Linked DNA regions of Sus scrofa: region 1 is linked to region 2. The links are chromatin contacts, called in public HiChIP or PLAC-seq maps. All regions are on one chromosome and are shown on one strand. The core of a region is the stretch at or near the end of the contact, and the rest is flanking DNA. Distances in the headings are between cores, read along the strand shown.

Region 1 (3,242 bases), core at 271-2,770, 380 kb before region 2:
CCTGCCTTATTTTGATGGTTTTCTTTAATTTACAATGGGCTCCCAATATCTCCCAGGTTTCCCTCTTTATCTATGATCCCCTATTAGGATTTCTATAACCACCTGTGCCTACTCTAGCCCTATCACTATTGCTTAATTAATTATTATTATTTTTTTTTACTGTAAGGAAAGAAGGGTAATAGGAGACTCCTAAAGACCTTTTCTACCTTTGCTACTATCCCTGGGCAAGAAGGAGGAATTATCCTTGTAACCAGATCCTTCTAGTCTCTGCATTTAATTTTAAGCAAGAAAGTGGACAACTAAAAAGCTGTAAGATTGATGGAAAACAGCAGAGGGCAGTATTTACTCATCGCTGAATCATCTCTGGTATCAGAAAAGTTTTAAACTTGGAGGGGTCATTGTGGCGAAAAGTAAAACACACGCCCTATATTTACATTACTTGCCTTAAATTCTTATTTTCTAAATGGTTTCCCTTAAAGGATAAATAATACCTGATTTCTAGTCACTTTTTTCTTTCTTTGAAGAGCCGAATTGTACCACAAAGATTAGCTTCAGTAAATATCAGGGAAATTAATCTGAGTGCCTTGCATGGCAAGTGGCTATTTTTAATATTTCACTCTATTCATTTCTATTTTTCTCATATATACCCTTTCTCAAGACAAAAACAAAAAACAAACAAAAAAAACAAAACAAAAAGAAACAAAACTTCATCAGGATTCCATTGGTTATAAAATGTCTGGGAGGAAATACTCCAACAGAGATCAAAATTCCAAACTTTGCAATAGGAAAAGATCTCCATCTTTCCAATGGGCTACCATTGTTATTGTTGAAACTCTAAGGTTTGGCTACTGGCACCTGGGATCCATTTGGGAAGGGAAACAAAACAAACAGAGTTCCCTTGGCTTTTCCTACAGGAAATCCAAAGTGCAGTCAGTACCTAGGCCTTGGTGTCCTAGTCACCTGACAGTGGGGGAGGGACAAATGGGGACAGGTTCAGGGTTGATCTCAACCTGGGCTGCAGTTAGCTCGCTCTGTAGACAGAGGAGGCATGAGGAAGATTTGGTTTGGATTCTGTCGGGTTGTATTGTAGAGCAGCTCCCTCCTCTCCCATCGCAAGAGAAGGGGCAGGAAACGGTTAAAGCAAATCTGCGCTTTGCATTCCCAGACAGGCTTTGCTTAATCCTTCCTCCCGCTCTAACAGACCCTCACCCCCCGCCTTTCTTTTATTTCTCTCGACCCCCTTACCCCTGAGTTATTACTAGCATAACAATCTAACGGTCTTCTCCCAGACCCCGCCACTAAAGTTATTTATCTGCAAACCTGACCCCACCCCCATCTATTCTGCGGCAGCCTTTTGCTGTTATTGCTGTAACGCCGGCCAAGATTTGACCAAAAAAAAAAAAAAAAAAAAAAAAAAAAAAAAAAAAGAAAAAGAAAAAATCACCCCCCTTCCCAGCGCCTCCTACTCGCAGATCTCCCACACCCGACAGCCTACAGTCCTCCAGGAGGCTGGAGTGATTAGCATCCGGAGAAGCCAGTCGGAGGCCGAAAAAGTCCGAGAGCGCTGGCGGTAGGAGTGCCAGGCGGGGCTGCTTTAGCTCCGGCCCAATGGGGATGGGGCGAGGGAGGGGCAGTAGGTGACAGCACCCGGAGTTAGGGGGAGTCCGGCGAACTAAAGTGCGGGGATCAATGAGTGGCGAGCAAAGTTTCTGTGTCTTGCTCTAGCTCGCGGTCTTCCCTCCCCCTCTGTTTGTGTTTCGGCGACGCGCTGTGTGTGTGTGTGTGTGTGCGTGTGTGTGTCTGCGCGCGCGCGTGCGGCGGGGAAGGGGCGGGGAGAGTGTGGGGGACCAGCCGGAGGTTGAGAGGGGCTCAAGGAGCTCCAGCTCCACAGCGGTACTAGCTTCAGCCGGGGCAGGCAAGAGGGAGAGCGCTGACAGCCGCCGTCCGAAGCTGCTGCGGGCGCTGCCACAGCCCAGAGCGGATTTCCCCGCCTACACAGCCACGGGTGAAGGAGAAAGGGGGACCAACCACCACCCCCGCCCCAAACAAAAAGCCTTGTGGATTACAAAGTGAAACTGACACAGGACAATAAAGGGAAAGGGCACGAGGTCAGGGGCGAGGCGCACTAGAGAGGGCTTCTGACTGGGGCCGCCGGAGAAGGATCCCCCTGGCATGGTTAGGGGAGGGGACTCGGGGACAGAGCGCTGCTCCTGTCCGACCCTGGCGAGGCCGAGAAGAAAGAGGGACCTGCGCTCGATTTGGATGTACAAATAATGGGTCGGCAGGCGTCCTGGCAGAGGTAAAAAAAATTAAAAATGCCGAATAGCGCTGGATTTTGCCTGCGCCTGACTACGGGCTCGAAGCCGCAGCAGGGGCGGCGGCGCCGGCTGGAGGAGAAGGGACAGAGCTGAGCGCTCCGGGATACCGGAGCCCCAGCGCCGCTGTGAGCGCTTGGAAGGCAGTTTTCTAGCTGCCCGCGCTCAGACCCCGAAGCCTGGGCCTCAGCGGCCACTTCTGCAGCCCTGTTGGAGGGGCGTTGCAGCCTTGTTCTTGAGGAGAGGGGATTCGAGGAAATCCCTCGTCTCCAGATTTTGGGAAAGGAATTCGAGAATCTCCCGGCTCCTCATCGACCCCTCCCCCGTGAGCAATTGTTCTTTCCACACACCGCTACGGACGTTTGTCCTTCCCTCTTCAGTTTCTTCGCTGTGGTAAGTTCTAAAGTTTCTGAGGACAATTGTTTGCAACTTCATTCCTCATTAACCTCAATCTCTCCCAACTCACATCCACCTGGGCGAAAACGCTGACTCTCCCGGATTCGAAAACAAAGTGAAGGGGGAAAATAGAGAAGGTTTGAGAAACTTTTCTGGGAACTCATCAACGCACAGGAGTGTCCGAGGAATGCCTGCCGCTTTCCCCCAAGGCATCTCTCTCGCACTAAGCATCCAAATGGCTACCTTGATCCTTTTGCTGATGCGACTTGCTTCTGTTGGGCAGGAGATTCTTTGAAATAGCAGAGCTCTCCAAGCCATCGGCTGCATGTTTGCTGGGGCTACTTAATCCCCGTCATCGTCATCACTTTTTTGCCTCACCTCTTCCTTCTCTATATCACACTGTTCCAGGGAGCCAGGAACATGGACTTGGCAGCAGACAGGGCTCCTGGCCGCCCGTGGCTCCCGCTGCCCACTTTATCATTATTTCAGCTCCTTCGCGTCTTTTGGCTGCTGTCACTGCTCCCAGGGTCG
Region 2 (3,195 bases), core at 129-2,628:
TGCTTGTGTGGTTTTCTTTCAAGTACTTTATTTTCAGGGAATCTCACTTCAAAATTAACATTCTTTCATCCATGTAAGCGCAAAACAATGAGTTTCTACATACCTTCATTACAGTTTGTGTATTTATTTTTCAATTCTCAGAAGCCTGCAAAATGTATTGAGTTATGAAATAAGGAACTTATTAACTATCCAAAGCTATGTTTGTGATTAGAGAGTGCTCTCACAGCAGTGACTTGGTACCTGATAAGTGGTTTTGAGATCTGATCAACCCAATTCTTAAAATGCAGTTGCCTTCCCCTGCCTTCTCCATCACATGAAAAGAAGTAACAACTTTCTCTTCCTGTTAGTCTAGCTGCTTAAAAATAACACATTCCAGCAAGGAGGGAGGGAGATTGCAAGCAGCAGGACATATGAGACTTGCCAAGGGGCCAGCATTTCCTGGCTTACAATTGCAGGAAAGGCTTTGCTCCATTATCAATGGGACCTGATGCTTTGATAGGCAATTGTTTTAAAAGCTAAACAACATTTGCAGTAGAAATATTGTGTGTGTTACACAAGGCTTGTGCGGAGGAAACATAGCACCAGATGGATCAGACAATAGTCTTGTCTCATGTTTTGTTCTTTTACTGGTAATAAAATAAAAACTAAAAAACATAGCCATGTATAACTTTGCTAGGAATGAAGACTGTTGTTTTAGAAAAGAATAGGGGAGTTGTCATGGACAATACAGATTTCCTTTGCAATAATTGCTGATTTTAAAATGTACAGAAACAATGGAATGCTCAAGAAATCAGTCACTTTGAGTAAGGACGTTCCTTATTTAGCACACTGAATCTATTATCTCCAGTGGAATTAGAAAAAAAATAATCAACTGGTTAGAAATATACTCCCCCTACAGTTAGGAAAAAAGATTACTTCTAAACAATTCTTGTTATTTAGGAAAAACCTTAACTATTATTGCCTCGCTCTCTGAGTTCTGATACGAGATAGATAGATAGATAGATAGATAGATAGATAGATAGATAGATAGATATTTGATATATAAATAGATAAATATTTCATATATCATATATGTATGTATATTATATTCTCTATCCCTAAGAAAACTCACTAACTTTGATGATCTTTCTGAAATACAATCAGGAAAAATTTTCTTTATCTTTTTTTTCCTTCTGAGGAAGCAGAGGGGAATGAACACAAAAACAGAGCTTTATTAAATAAATACTTATAAAAACGTATACTCATGATAAAACCCTGCAGGTCCATGTCTCTTCCTGAAGTGATAAAAGGAGCTGACAGTTTCTCTTTCAAAGCTGTACAGCCTTTGGACATCTTCAGGCAAGTGCTAGCTCCATTGCTCTGGGTCACTTTGGCTAGAGTGTTGGCATGGATGGGGCACAATTCTCCACTCCTCTTCCCACGTGAAAACACACTGATTAAACTATGTCGTCACAGAAATTCTAATTCAGCGCTGAGATAAGTGTGACTCCAGCATGCTCTGATATTCTCTTAATGAGTCTCCAGTAGTGTCTTCCTATAACCAAACAGGTATTGAAAAATGCACCCTGACTAGAAAAACTAAAATCTAGACTAATATGCAAACTACGCCTGTGGTATACGTTTAAAGGAGATGGGCATTCCCATTAGCACCCAGCTATCTTCTTTCATGTTAAGAACACTGTACGCCTTTTTTGGATGAATGGCTGATGTGTGCCCTGCAGCAGGTCTATAATAGCCTTAACAACTGTGATTCTTTCCTAGAAGTCATATTTTTAGAGGGATAATTTAAATGATTATAGTTGGATTAGAAAATTTACTCTGGCTGTGATGTGGAAAGAAAATAGAAAAGAAAGAAACTATTGGCAGAGAGATCAGTTAATAGACATCGTGAAAATACCTTAAAAACATTTAGAAGGAAAAAAATCAAATTATGTACTGAATATACTTGATAAAAGAATAGAAAAGTAACAAAGATTTTGTAATATTTCCATTTGGACCATATTTGGATGGCAATTAAGATGAATCTTTGTCATTTATAGAAGCTAATATTATCTAGTTTAAAAATTTTCCAAATCTTAAACTATAATGTTGGAAATGCGCTTTAAAACTGTGAACAGTATTTTATCAGCATGTGTAAATAATGCTACTTAGAAAGAAATCAATGAATACGTATTACTGTCTGTAGATAACCTTAGTTAATAAACTAATTTTTTCTCTGCTTGAATTTAATTGATAAACAATATTTCAGCAATCCAAAGGTTTTTAAAGTATTAAAATTGAAGCAGTAATTTAAAATTATGAGAATTATAATACATTCTTATTTCCTCCTATTTTGGCTTAAAGATAGATCTTTAATGTAGATGATTAAAACAAAAATAGTAGAAAATAAATTGGATGGTCTATTTATTATATGTTTTCATGTGTTTACCCACTACAACTTGCCATTTATTTTTTAAAGAATATGCTTTTTAAGTACATATTAAATATCTATTTATGAGGTGGTGATTCAGTAGATTTTTTCAATTACAAAGAAAAGCAATTTTAATAGTCAGGATTTGTTCAGGGAAAATAGAAATTACTCTAGGTAATTTCTTTCAAGTAGCAAGGTATTAAATATAGGGAATTAGTGACAAACTTTTTTTTTTTTTTTTTTTTTTGAACAGCTAGCAGAACAAACTTCATGGATAACAGTAACAAGTTTTCAGGAAATTAGGACCTTTGAGAGCTGCCAAGAAATTAATGTTTATGATTTCAGGTGCCTTGAAATTAATTTTTTAATTGATTATTTATTGATTTGCTTGATTTTAATCAAGGTAGTCTGCAGAATATAGAATGGGCTAATTGTACATTTTTAGACCCTTGCATTTTTATAAGATTCACCTCTGTTGCTGCTGAGCATTATTTCTTTCTGTCAGCTTGCTCATATGTATGGTTCCTACTCAGAAAGAAAAAATTCTCTCAGGGACAAGCTGCAAATAAATGTACTAAATTTTTCAGCCTAAAAAATTTTCCAAGATGTTTATCAAATAAAGAAATTTAACATTAGGCTTTGTAAAAATTAACAAAAATATTTTAAAAATATTTCCCCCCTGTAAACTTTATGTGCACAAAGAGTTTGAAGGCTGCTGAAATAATAGGGATGAAGTAACTACTCCTAATTAAGGGGCCACACTAGATGGGTCAGGTTTATGAGTG

Evidence for each region. HiChIP or PLAC-seq counts read pairs in DNA pulled down with a chosen protein or histone mark.
Region 1: an H3K27ac HiChIP or PLAC-seq map of skeletal muscle shows a contact between it and region 2, with 14 times the contacts expected there. The contact joins the promoter of FAT4 here to the enhancer-like site in region 2. A contact is called at or near these places in 1 of 5 promoter capture datasets (liver), 16 of 47 Hi-C or Micro-C datasets (alveolar macrophages, embryonic fibroblasts, fetal heart ventricle and 8 more) and 1 of 2 datasets of contacts at active chromatin or transcription factors (skeletal muscle).

The regions. Positions count from the first base shown.
Region 1 is chr8:99,310,409-99,313,650 of Sscrofa11.1, reverse strand. It overlaps FAT4 (protocadherin Fat 4), which reads left to right and starts at 1,520. Exons shown (of 22, transcript XM_021101611.1): 1 at 1,520-3,242. The coding sequence starts at 3,132. All of the region lies in intron 1 of LOC106504728 (a long non-coding RNA gene), which reads right to left.
Region 2 is chr8:98,931,099-98,934,293 of Sscrofa11.1, reverse strand. No RefSeq gene overlaps it. Among named protein-coding and RNA genes, the nearest start is that of FAT4, 380 kb to the left of the region's middle. Within about 2 kb of position 1,378, at least 4 of the 83 cell types and tissues checked have an H3K27ac peak or open chromatin away from gene starts, as enhancers often do.